2 separate regions of the Mus musculus genome follow, and region 2 is linked to region 1. A link is a contact called in public HiChIP or PLAC-seq data. All regions are on one chromosome and are shown on one strand. The core of a region is the stretch at or near the end of the contact, and the rest is flanking DNA. Distances in the headings are between cores, read along the strand shown.

Evidence for each region. HiChIP or PLAC-seq counts read pairs in DNA pulled down with a chosen protein or histone mark.
Region 2: an H3K27ac HiChIP or PLAC-seq map of T-cell acute lymphoblastic leukemia shows a contact between it and region 1, with 13 times the contacts expected there. The contact joins two enhancer-like sites. A contact is called at or near these places in 2 of 39 promoter capture datasets (embryonic stem cells and pre-B cells), 3 of 15 datasets of contacts at CTCF or cohesin (embryonic stem cells, large pre-B cells and pro-B cells), 59 of 484 Hi-C or Micro-C datasets (B cells, the Ba/F3 cell line, the C10 cell line and 18 more), 6 of 115 datasets of contacts at active chromatin or transcription factors (T-cell acute lymphoblastic leukemia, double positive thymocytes, embryonic basal ganglia and 2 more) and 2 of 9 other capture datasets (embryonic stem cells and embryonic trunk).

The regions. Positions count from the first base shown.
Region 1 is chr14:24,991,939-24,997,315 of GRCm38.p6, forward strand. No RefSeq gene overlaps it. Among named protein-coding and RNA genes, the nearest start is that of Gm41111, 12 kb to the left of the region's middle. Within about 2 kb of position 2,348, at least 41 of the 459 cell types and tissues checked have an H3K27ac peak or open chromatin away from gene starts, as enhancers often do. A contact at or near this core is called in T-cell acute lymphoblastic leukemia, where this site is marked.
Region 2 is chr14:25,552,360-25,557,736 of GRCm38.p6, forward strand. All of the region lies in intron 3 of Zmiz1 (zinc finger, MIZ-type containing 1), which reads left to right. Among named protein-coding and RNA genes, the nearest start is that of Mir3075, 21 kb to the left of the region's middle. Within about 2 kb of position 2,567, at least 44 of the 459 cell types and tissues checked have an H3K27ac peak or open chromatin away from gene starts, as enhancers often do. A contact at or near this core is called in T-cell acute lymphoblastic leukemia, where this site is marked.

The sequences.
Region 1 (5,377 bases), core at 1,098-3,597:
CTGGGATCCCTGTGGGCATGGCTCAGGCAGATTGTCCTGAACATCTTGGAATCCCTTCTTAGGGATTTTTTTTTAATTAAAATTTTTATTTTTATTTTATGTGTATGGGTGTTTTGCTTTCATGAATGAATATGCACCATGTGGGTGAAGTACCCATGAAGGCCAGAAGAGGGCACAAGATCCTCTGGAACTGCAGTTACCAAGAGTTGCGCTCCATTATGTGGGTGCTAAGAATTGAACTCAGGTCCTCTGGAAGAACAGCTAGTGTTCTTAACTGCCCCAACGCCTACCACCTTGTTGGGGATTTTACCTCTAGACAGAAATCCAAAGAGCTGCTTTTCCCAGGTGACTCCAGGTTACACTTCAGTACTGTAGTTTTCTGGGAAGACAGACTGGCCCTGTGCTTGAGCAACACCTACATGCCTACAAAAGAGCTGCATTTGACCAGCTGCAACCATCAGAAAGTGGGTGGCCAGTTTGGAGTGACCACTTTATTAGAGGGACTCTAGCTATACCAGAACCATGACTGACTCCTGGAGCCTATACACGGATTAATATCTTTCACCTGTCCACAGAGACATCCTCCTAGGACCTGACCACACTGTTTGAAACTCTCTTGGACAGGAGAGATGGCTCACTGTGTGAAGGCACTTGTTATACAAGCCTGGTGACCTGAGGTTTTTTTCCTAGAACCCACCGTGGAAGGAGAGAACTTTATTCCCAAACAGTGTCATCTGACCTCCACACAGATGCCATAGCCCATGTCTGCCTATGCACGCGTGCGTGCGTGTGTGTGTGTGTGTGTGTGTGTGTGTGTGTATGTGTGTGTGTGTGTGTGTGTGTGTGTGTGTGTGTATGTGTGTGTATGGACAAACAACAACAACAACAACCCTCCCTGCTGTAGGGTCAAATTGCAACTCAGCCTGGCTCACAAGCGTGGTGACCGGCCTGCCTGCCCCTGGTCTCCTGCTCTGCTCCCCCACTCCCACATCCAGCTCTTTCATTTTGTACTGCTGCCAGATTCAAGCATTCATCGCCGGTGAAATGATCGATGCTGTCTTTCACCTCGTCTCTGTCTTGAATGCCCTTCCTTTCCTAAATAACATCTATTCCTGCTTTTGAATTAATCTTCGCGCTCCCGTCCGTCAGCTAGGAAGCCTTCCATTAAGCACTCCAGATTTGAATTATATTCTCCTTCCTCTGCTCCCACAGCAGTGGAGACAGGGGTGCTGCACCTTGAACAGTGGTGGCTTCCCGGATATTCTAGGCAGAGACCCCCTTTGCTACCCACTGCGACCCTTTGCTTCTGTGTTTGGGAAGGTGGCTTATCAAGCTACCTACTTGGGAGGATGCCATCAGAGGGAGCAGAGACCTGCCCACCACTTCTCAGGGAAACCCAGGGTACCCCCTTGTCTATCACTACCAATGTCTTTATGCCTGCCATTCTTGCTGTCATATAGCAGTGATCTAGTCACAATAACCAAGGTGGCCTGATAACCAGGGATGTCCAGCGCAGGAATGTTGAATTAAACAATACATGTTTGGCTAATGCCCTTTGCTGCTCACTATATCAGGGTCTTGACTGCATGCTCATAGGATGGGAGATAATGGAGACTAACAAGGACTTTGGACATATGCTCTGGAATCCTAACACAAATCTCAGGCTCAAATGTAGCTTTCTACAGCACCCTTAGTGTTGAGCAGAGGCAATATTCTGTATGGACTGCTGCAAGGGAACATCAGAGAACATGGAGGACCATCCGTGGCTGTTAGAGGCAGGGGGTGGGGCGGGACTGTAGAATGAGATTCGGGAAAGCATCAACTCTGAAACCACTGGGATCTTAAAGGCAGTTGTAGTGTGAACTCCAGAGCTCTCTGTCGCCATGCTCCCTTGCTGGGATCTGCAACCGTGTTCCCAGGCATTGAACATTTAGCTGCTGGGCAGGGAGGGAGGTGGGGGTGGAAGAGTGGGAACAGCCAACAACTCCTGGGGACAACTGCCTCCTCCAAGCCTTTTCTGCCAGGATCTGAGGAAGCCTGTTTACACGGGTCCCCCCTGTGGTCTCTGCTGCTTAATATGCCTTTTGAAAATGACGCTCGGTGGGATGTGTGCACATTTGTAATTACAAAGGCCCGGCTGTTTTTTTTTTTTTTTTTTTGACAATCTGTGCCTACTAATTTCTCAGCGGCAGGGAAGGGAAGCAGGAAATGTCCCCAGCCCTGCTTCAGGAACGGGCAGGCTCCTGAGCGGTGTGGTGAAGGACTTCTATTTACAAAGTCTGTTCATTCCAGACCAACTCTGCTCCGCCCAGGGAGGATCTGAGCTGCACTGGGAGGGGATGAGCTGTCCAGGGTGGCATGGGGGCATGAGAAGGTCGTGTGAAGCTTCGTCCTGTTTACGCTGCTCTTGTGGAAGTCCTGGTGTCCCTCCATATCAACCCTGGCAGGAACTGGGAGGATAAAGCAAGGCATTCCCAGAGTGGGAACCTCAAGTGGCTCGTCATCTCATCTCGAGGGGAGACAAGGGTGAAGCCCACAGGCAGAGACAGCCTTCCCAGTAACTGAGACACCGACCTGGGCTCGCAGGAGAGGGATGGAGCCTCGGGTGGAAAGAGGAGGGCCTGCGGAGACCACAGCCAAGTCTTTGAAACTGAGCTGTGGTTGAAGCCAGGTCAACACACTCACAGGCCTCCCGCATGCTATCGATGTCTGGGTGGAACCCCACCTGAAAGCCTGCTGAAACGCAGGGTCCAGCTCTGCCTTTGCAGAACAGTGGCTCTTTGAATCAAGGTGTCCGAGAATTAAGTTTCCCCAGTGTTCCCAGGGCTCAGACTTAAAGTTGAGGCGGGCATGGGGGTGTGGGGTGGGAGGGGGGGGTGCAGAACTTGATGGAGTTGCTGATAGGTCTCTCCTGGCTAAAAGTGATGACATTGGCAAGAAACTGATCTTTCTGGGGAGCAGAAACTCAAGAGCCCTCAAGTGCAGAACACAAGGCCAGCTGTGTGACCTGCCACACAGGCCTGGCTTTGATACCTAAGGAGGTAGTGGCAGGGACCACCTGGTATTGGGTATCAGTCTCAGACCCCGAAGGAGCAGAGCACTAGAAGACGCCTCTGATCTTGTCTCCTCCTTCTTTGTATAGAATCAGAACACATTCAGGCCAGAAGCAGAAAGCGTGTAATCACTTTCCTTCCTCTGTGTCCCAGACAGACAAATTGAGATCCAGATCTGTGGCCTCAAGGGACTTGTCCTTAGGCAGCAGTGCACAGATATGGGACTCAGAACCGGTGCTCCGGGTCTCCCATGCACTGCTAGCTGCGACTGGAGAAAGAAACAAAAGTCACAGCCCGAAGAAGGCCTTTGTCACCGCAAGGCAGACCGGAGTCACAGCACACCTCCATCTGGTCGTCTTCTCACTCATTTTGGGAGCCTGCTGTGCGCTGTTCCCCCACTGTAAGCTGATGCCCACACCACAGTGTCTGGCCAAAGCAGATCTCAGCTGTTGGTTGTGCTTATTTAAAGGCTAAGTCAGTCTGTGCAAAGCAGACCCTGCTGGGCTTGGCTTCCTTCACTGTCAGACCATGTGCTCCCAGGCTAGTCCACACCTGCCAGACTGGGAAAGACAGAGGTCATTTAATGAGAGTGTTACCTTTACATAGATAGAATGCCAAGGACAGCAGTGTGGGTGTGACAGGGCTGGCACAGGAATGAAAGGGGCTCTCTTGAAGCATTTCACTATTTGAGTCCATCCAAATACTAGAATATACACCTTATACGGGATGGCTGATAAACATCAGAAATGTGTTTTTCATGGAACAGAAAACTGGAAGTCTGAGGTCAGAAAACCAATATCTCTGGCTTCTGGTGAGGGCTGTCTTCTGTATGCAGGCAGCTGAGTAACATTTCCTCACAAAGAGAAAGAAGTGGGGAAAAGAGTGAGGACCAGGAAAACAGCTCAGTTGACAAAGATAGCTCACAAGACCCCATTTGATCCCCAGAACCCACACAACTAGAACTGGGTGGCAGTGCATTCTTAAAATCCTGTTGCCCAAGAAGCAAGATAGGTGGATCCTCGGGGCTTGCTCAACATCCAACGTTCTCTCAGCAAGCAAGGTCAGTGAGAGAACCTGTCTCAAAAGAAAAGTGGACAGTACCTGAGGGTGTCCTCTGGCCTCTACATGTGTGTGCATATGTCCTGCGTGCACATGGACATGCACACACATGAAAGAGTGAGAGAGCTCTGCGGGGGGGGGGGGGGGGTCCTTTCACTTGAGTAAAATGATAACCAGACTAGAATCAAGTACTAGATCCAAGAACCTAGCACAGAGGCAATGAGAGAGCCTGCCCTTTAGTCCCTCAGTCAGGTGTCCACACAGCCTTACTGAAGGCTCATTGCCCCTGTTAGGATGTTCACTGCTGGGGAATCGGATCAGAGATTGACTTGGACAAATGATATATGGAAACCTCCATTTTCTTCTGTGTGTTTGGCCATTTGCCATCTGGAGCAAGCAGCCCCAGACACCACCAGCATTGTGTTCCTGTCATTCCCAATTCCAAATGCACAGGACTACTTTTAAGCTCTGGGATCCCAGAGCACCCCAATGCTATAGACACGTGAGGGTGCAGAATGGCCACATCATCAAATCTCCCTGTTTGGTTGTGAGGACTCCTTAGCCCCAGAGGAGACAAGGACCAGATGTACAAGCTGCGTTCATTGGCTTCTCCGTCCCAGGAAACTCAAAGGAAGGGTGCGGAGAGAAGTTGCTGGTTATAACAGGCCCAGCCTGTAGGTCACACAACTTTGTAGGGACTTGAGTAACAGTTGTTGTAGGTTATTTGTTTGCTAGGGTAAATAGACAGTATCGTTTAAATTTTAAATATCCCCCAGAGACCCATGCATTAAAGTCTTGGTCCTTAACACAATTGGGAGATAGTAGAACCTTTAAAATAAGGGTCAAATGAGAGGTCTTTAAATCTTCCGGAGTTTTCCCATGAGGTAATAGTTGTACCCTGGTCTCTTCTTCCTCTTGCTTTGCTTCCCAGCCATGAGGTAAGCTCTGCTCTGCCAGAGCGTCTACCACAGAGAGCTGCCTCACCCCAGTCTCAAAAGCAACAGAGCCAACCACAGGCCAGGGTCTCTAAAGCAGTGTGCCAAAATGTGCCTTTGCTCTCTGCAAGGTAATTGTCTCCACAGTTTTGTTAAATGGGTAGATAGAAAGCTGACCAGTACACTGGCAACTGGCATAGTTTGCAGAGAGTGAGGACTGGACGGCTCAGTGAAGCTTCCCTGAGCTTCTCTACAAAGCCTTATTTTATCAAAGTGAACTGCACTGGCTCATTGAACTATGAGAAATCTCAGTGTAAGAAGGGCATTCAT
Region 2 (5,377 bases), core at 1,317-3,816, 560 kb after region 1:
CTGTCTGTCTCTCTTTCTCTATGTGTCTCTGAGTGTATATGTGTGTGTGTGTGTGTGTGTGTGTGTGTGTGTGTGTGTGTGTGTGTATTCCTGCCTCTCGTCAAGGTCAGAGCCTCTCTTTACTCTCACGATTTAATCCTCTCAATGAGTCTGAGGACAAACCTGGGTTCAGATTTTCCAGATTCAAAAAAGACAGAGCACTGGCTGGAAAGTGACTCAGTCTGTGGAGCCCTTGCAGGCCCGAGGACCTGAGTTCAGATCCCAGGAACCCACCTAAGGAGCCAGACACAGCGGTACTTATTTGTAATCCCAGGTGTGCTGGGATGAGCAGAGACAGGCAGATCCCTGGCCCTCACTCACCAGGTAGCCTAGCCTACTTGGCAAAGTTTCAGGCCAGCCAGTGCAGTCACACACACACACACACACACACACACACACATCCACACACACACACACATACACACACACACACCACACACCACACACACACACAAACATAGAAAGGGCATCAGACTAATCAGAGAGGCCTACTACACAGCAGGCTAAGGCAGAGCCAAGATTGGGCCATTCCTGCTACCCACTGACACCCTAATGGTCAGTCTCATGGGGACAACTCAGCAATCCAAGATGGTGGGGAAGCCTGTGCCTGACTAGTTTACCTCACCTGAATTGTGCTTGTCCCTCCATTATGTGGGACCTAGTGTGAACTTAGAGAAGATAATGTAGGCTGTGTGAGCAGAGAAGTCTCCCAGTGGTTCATCGCGTACACACTGGGGTGGAGGTACACACCTGTGGGGTGACCCAGCCCCTCTTAAGGACACAGGTAAAATATACATGCCAGTGATAGGGTCTAAGGACACCTAAGAGGCTTGAGGACGTGAGGAACCTGTGACTCAAGAAACATGCCGGAATGGTTCTAAGCACTGGATCTCTCGAGTCAGACAGACCTCTGTGCTCAGATCTGGAACCCAAGTTATGAAAGAGATTCTTAGAGCCTCCACCTGGGGTCATGTTAGAAGAGCTGATGGCCACACCTGGCCCCTTGATGCTGGCAGACTGTTATGTTTGCTCTGGGGATCTTTGCTCTTCTGGCTGTTGGTACTTCAGGCCCAGTTCAACAGCTGAGCAGTCAGGATTGGAGCAGGGCAGCCAGCATGCTTCTAGCAGCCAGGAGGGGCTCTTGGAGCTCTCCCAGACTCCACCACTGGGGAGCCAGCATTTCTGATGGACCACCACTTCCTGAGTGGTGAGCTGGCCTTCTGCGGGCAGCCAGAGGGACCTCATGGAACCAACCCATGGCTCCCCCACAGGCCCAGGGGAGCAGGCAGCTGGTGGGAACCAAGGCTAGGAGGAGACCTGCCTGTTCCTGGGAATTCATGATGTGTCTGCTTGTTGCAAGCATCCCCGATAAGGAAGATTTGTGGGTGAGATTTGCAGTTCTGTTTTCTCTGATGGTTATAAATCAGCGGCACACACATCTTCCGCGCAGCATCCGCTGGAGGCTCACAGGCATGCACAGGAACACACACGAGTCCCATCCCTATTTGATGTTCTCTGGAGCACAAAAAAGACTTCTTAAGGGAGCAGAACACTGTAGAGGAAAAACCTGGAGCTCCTGGCTGCCACCTAACCTGACATACAAGACGGAGACACAAGAACCAAAGACACAAGACAGAGATGGGCAAGATTACTCATGTGTGAACTTTCATTCCATCTTTGCTCTGCAACTTACTAGCTGTGAGCTCTTGGCTATATTTTAAAGCATCCTGCCTCAGTTTCCCTTGTTTCTGAGGTGAGGCTACTTATGGTATTGTTTCATGGCATAGTTGAAAGAATACAATAGGGGCTGGAGAGATGGCTCAGCGGTTAAGAGCACTGACAGGCTCTTCTGAAGGTCCCGAGTTCAAATCCCAGCAACCACAACCATCCATAATGAGATCTGATGCCCTTTTCTGGGGTGTCTGAAGACAGCTACAGTGTACTTACATATAATAATAAATATATACATCTGAAAGAAAGAAAGAAAGAAAGGAAAGAAAGGAAAGAAAGGAAGAAAGAAAGAAAGAAAGAAAGAAAGAAAGAAAGAAAGAAAGAATACAATAAAATACGATGCACAAAATGTTTTAAACGTCCCAGAAAAACACAGTGGGAGCTTGTGGAGGCTTGGTTGTCATCATCAGTTGGTCCTGTCTGAGCCCCCAGCCCTTCCACTATGAGCTGTTAACTACTCCAGTCGCTGGATTGTGACCGTGAAAGATGCAATAAGAGGCCCTTTGGTCGTGGCCACCATTGCAGTGTCTGCTGGAGGTGGGCTCAGGGACTGGGGCGTTGCTTTGAAGCCTCCAGGTGGCTCTGTTCTGTGGCCTGTCTTCCTGGGGGAAGGACAGTGTGCAGAATGTTTAGAGAATAGGAGAAGGCTCAGGGGAGGGGAGACAAGGGAAAAGGGGAGGAACATCTGTCTCCCTCCCACCAGAGGAAGAAACCACTAGCCACATTGTCTCTCCTGTCCCATTTCTCCTCTCCTTTCCCGTGAGAATAGGCCTTGGAGAGGGGCAGGTGTGAGTCACGGCTGTGCCATGCACTTACTGGGTGGCCTTGGGCAGGTCATATAATCCCTCCTCTCCCTCCAGTGAGGGATAATTGTGCCTGCCTTGCCGGGCAGCTGGAGAGCGTGTTAAATGAGATAATGCATGTCAAGCACTTAGCCCAGTGCCCGGTGGCGGCCTCGGGATAAGTGCTCTGCAAATACCATCAGGGCTCCTCTCCTGCCTCCAGCACCTGATGCACGGATGGCATCCTCTCAGGCCAGACCTTGGGATAGTTGTCTCTGGGAAAACGAGGTTTAAATCTGAAACATTTCGGAGCAACTGTATAGCCAAGCATGGCTAGAGATCAGAACTCAAGCGTACCGTGCCCGAAGCCCAGCCCCCAACAGCCCCTGCCGGCTCCCACTCCTGCACCTTTACTGCCTCCTGGGGTCCACAGGTGCTGTCAACATGGGCATGCTGCCAAGCTGCTCCTGGCATTTTTACCTGCTCAGCCATAAAGCCTGGAAAGCTATGAATCTAGGGATGAGTAGCCGCATGCACAGCGCCTGGGTGGGGGAGAGATGGGGAGCTGCGGCTATAATTTTTTGCAGACCTGGCACTTTTACACCGCTCTATCCCAGCTCACTGCTGGGGCAAGCAGGACAGTGGAGCCTTGGCCTCACATAATTGTTGGGAGCATCCCAGGCCAAGCCTGGTCTCCCTGTCAGAACTTCGGAGGCTGGACTTTTCTGTTGCCAGGGAAACCAGTATTCCCTGGAAAGGAAATCAACACCGGCACTTTGGCTGTTAAGATGCATCCCCTCCCTACACTCCCCCCGAAATGAGTTCCCTCCAAAACCGATTGCCCCTGAAAGCATCCAGGCGGCAGCAGCCCGCCTCCTCCCTGAGCTCCCGAGATGCCAGAAAATGAGATCTGCCCCGACCTTGCATTTCCCACCTCTCTTTAAAACATTCCATTGTAGTGCAAGGACGCGTTTTGTTTTTTCTTATTTATCTTCCTCTCATGCCATCTGGGGTTCTGAGTCTTTCTCTGCTCTTGTTGACTGGAGCCAGAAGGGAAAGGCCTTCCACCTCTTTCTCCCCTTCAGCTGTCAGCAAAAATAAACAAGCAGCTTTATATTTGGAAAACAGAGGGTCTTGGCCACCAGATTGCTATGTCCGGGGCAGGTCACAGCCTTGGTTGTCCCCCCTCCCACAACTGGAGTTTGAAATCTGACCCGAAGATTTGCAGAGCCACAGGGAGAGGGGGGAGACTGTGTTTTCTCACATAGACTTTTAAAAGCTGTTGGAGGGTCGCTATGATGCTCCAGGGACTGGCGGCACTGGGTCCGGGAAGAGCAGGTTATAAGAAAGAATAGCCAGAGTCAGTTCCAAAGCTGTAAAGCTGCGAGCAGGGGCTCCTCATTCTTGTCTACCCTGTACTCTAGCTACCCAGGTCACGGTTGGACCTGGGCCTGTGAGGTCATCTTTTGTTATTGTTGTTTTTCTAGACAGGTTTTCTGAGTAGTCTTGGCCATCCTTGTAGGCCAGGATGGCCTCAAACTCACAGAGATCCACCTGCCTGCCTCTGCCTCTGCCTCTCTGCCTCTGCCTCTGCCTCTGCCCCTCTGCCCCTCCTCTGCCCCTCTGCCCCTCTGCCCCTCTGCCCCTCTGCCCCTCTGCTCCTCTGCCCCTCCTCTGCCCCTCTGCCCCTCTGCCCCTCTGCTCCTCTGCCCCTCCTCTGCCCCTCCTCTGCCCCTCCTCTGCCTCTCCTCTGCCCCTCCTCTGCCCCTCCTCTGCCCCTCTGCCCCTCCTCTGCCCCTCTGCCCCTCTGCCCCTCCTCTGCCCCTCCTCTGCCCCTCTGCCCCTCCTCTGCCCCTCTGCCTCTGCCGCCTCTGCCTCCGAGTGCTGGAGTAAAGGCATTTGCCACCACACCTGGCTCTAAAGAGAATCTTGCTGCCTGACCCATTGTTCTCCTTGTGCACTGATGGGGGGGGGAGGGGGCGGGGGACTAAACAAAGCCAGGAAAGAGAACCAGACTAGCTAGAGGGTTGTTAGAGACATTTTAGGGTTCAGTAGAAGAGGGTGAAAATACTAAGAGCCCTTGTCCAAACAGCAGCCAGACCCCTTACAACCTGGGTCTCCCCACCCCAAGTTCTGCTGAGACTTGATGCTCCGTCCTTAACCTGTGCCATGACCTGAGCTCCCAGGACCACTTTGTTTTGGTGATCTGAGAAGTTAATTTGTCACCTACAAGCGACTCCCTGCTCTATAAGTAATTTTAAACAAATCCTTTCCTGTCCCTGAACTTCCGCAGCAAGCAAACATGCCCCAGCTGGGTTTTCCTCTGTCAGGAGCTGACTCGTAGACAGCACTCGCTCCAGGAAGTGTGTCCATCAGTCAGGCAGCAAGGGCCCACGCTCCAGCCACGGGAACCACTGAGCGGGGTACAGGCTCACAGCAGGAGACCCCAAGGAAGTGTCTGGGGGTCTCCAGGCCTTTACAACCTCATTCTGGGTTCTCTGGATCTTCCTGAAGCCCTGTCAGCTCTTGCTATTAGCACAAGGCTCTCAGAATGTAGAGTAAACTAATGAATTACAGCATGATTACACAGCACATAATTAACTTTGTAATTAATATGCAACTGCCACTTAAGCTAAAACACTGCTTATAGAGACGTGCGGCAATAGGAAATCACAGGTCAGAAATGGGCTTTGGGAGGTTCAGAAGGCTGAGTGGAAGAGGGGGATCGTGCAAGGCCATGGGGCGTGTTAATTAAGAACGGTGAAGAGCAAGAGCCTTGTTTTTGTTCTGTGCCTTCTCCTGTCACAAAGACCCCAGAGCACTTG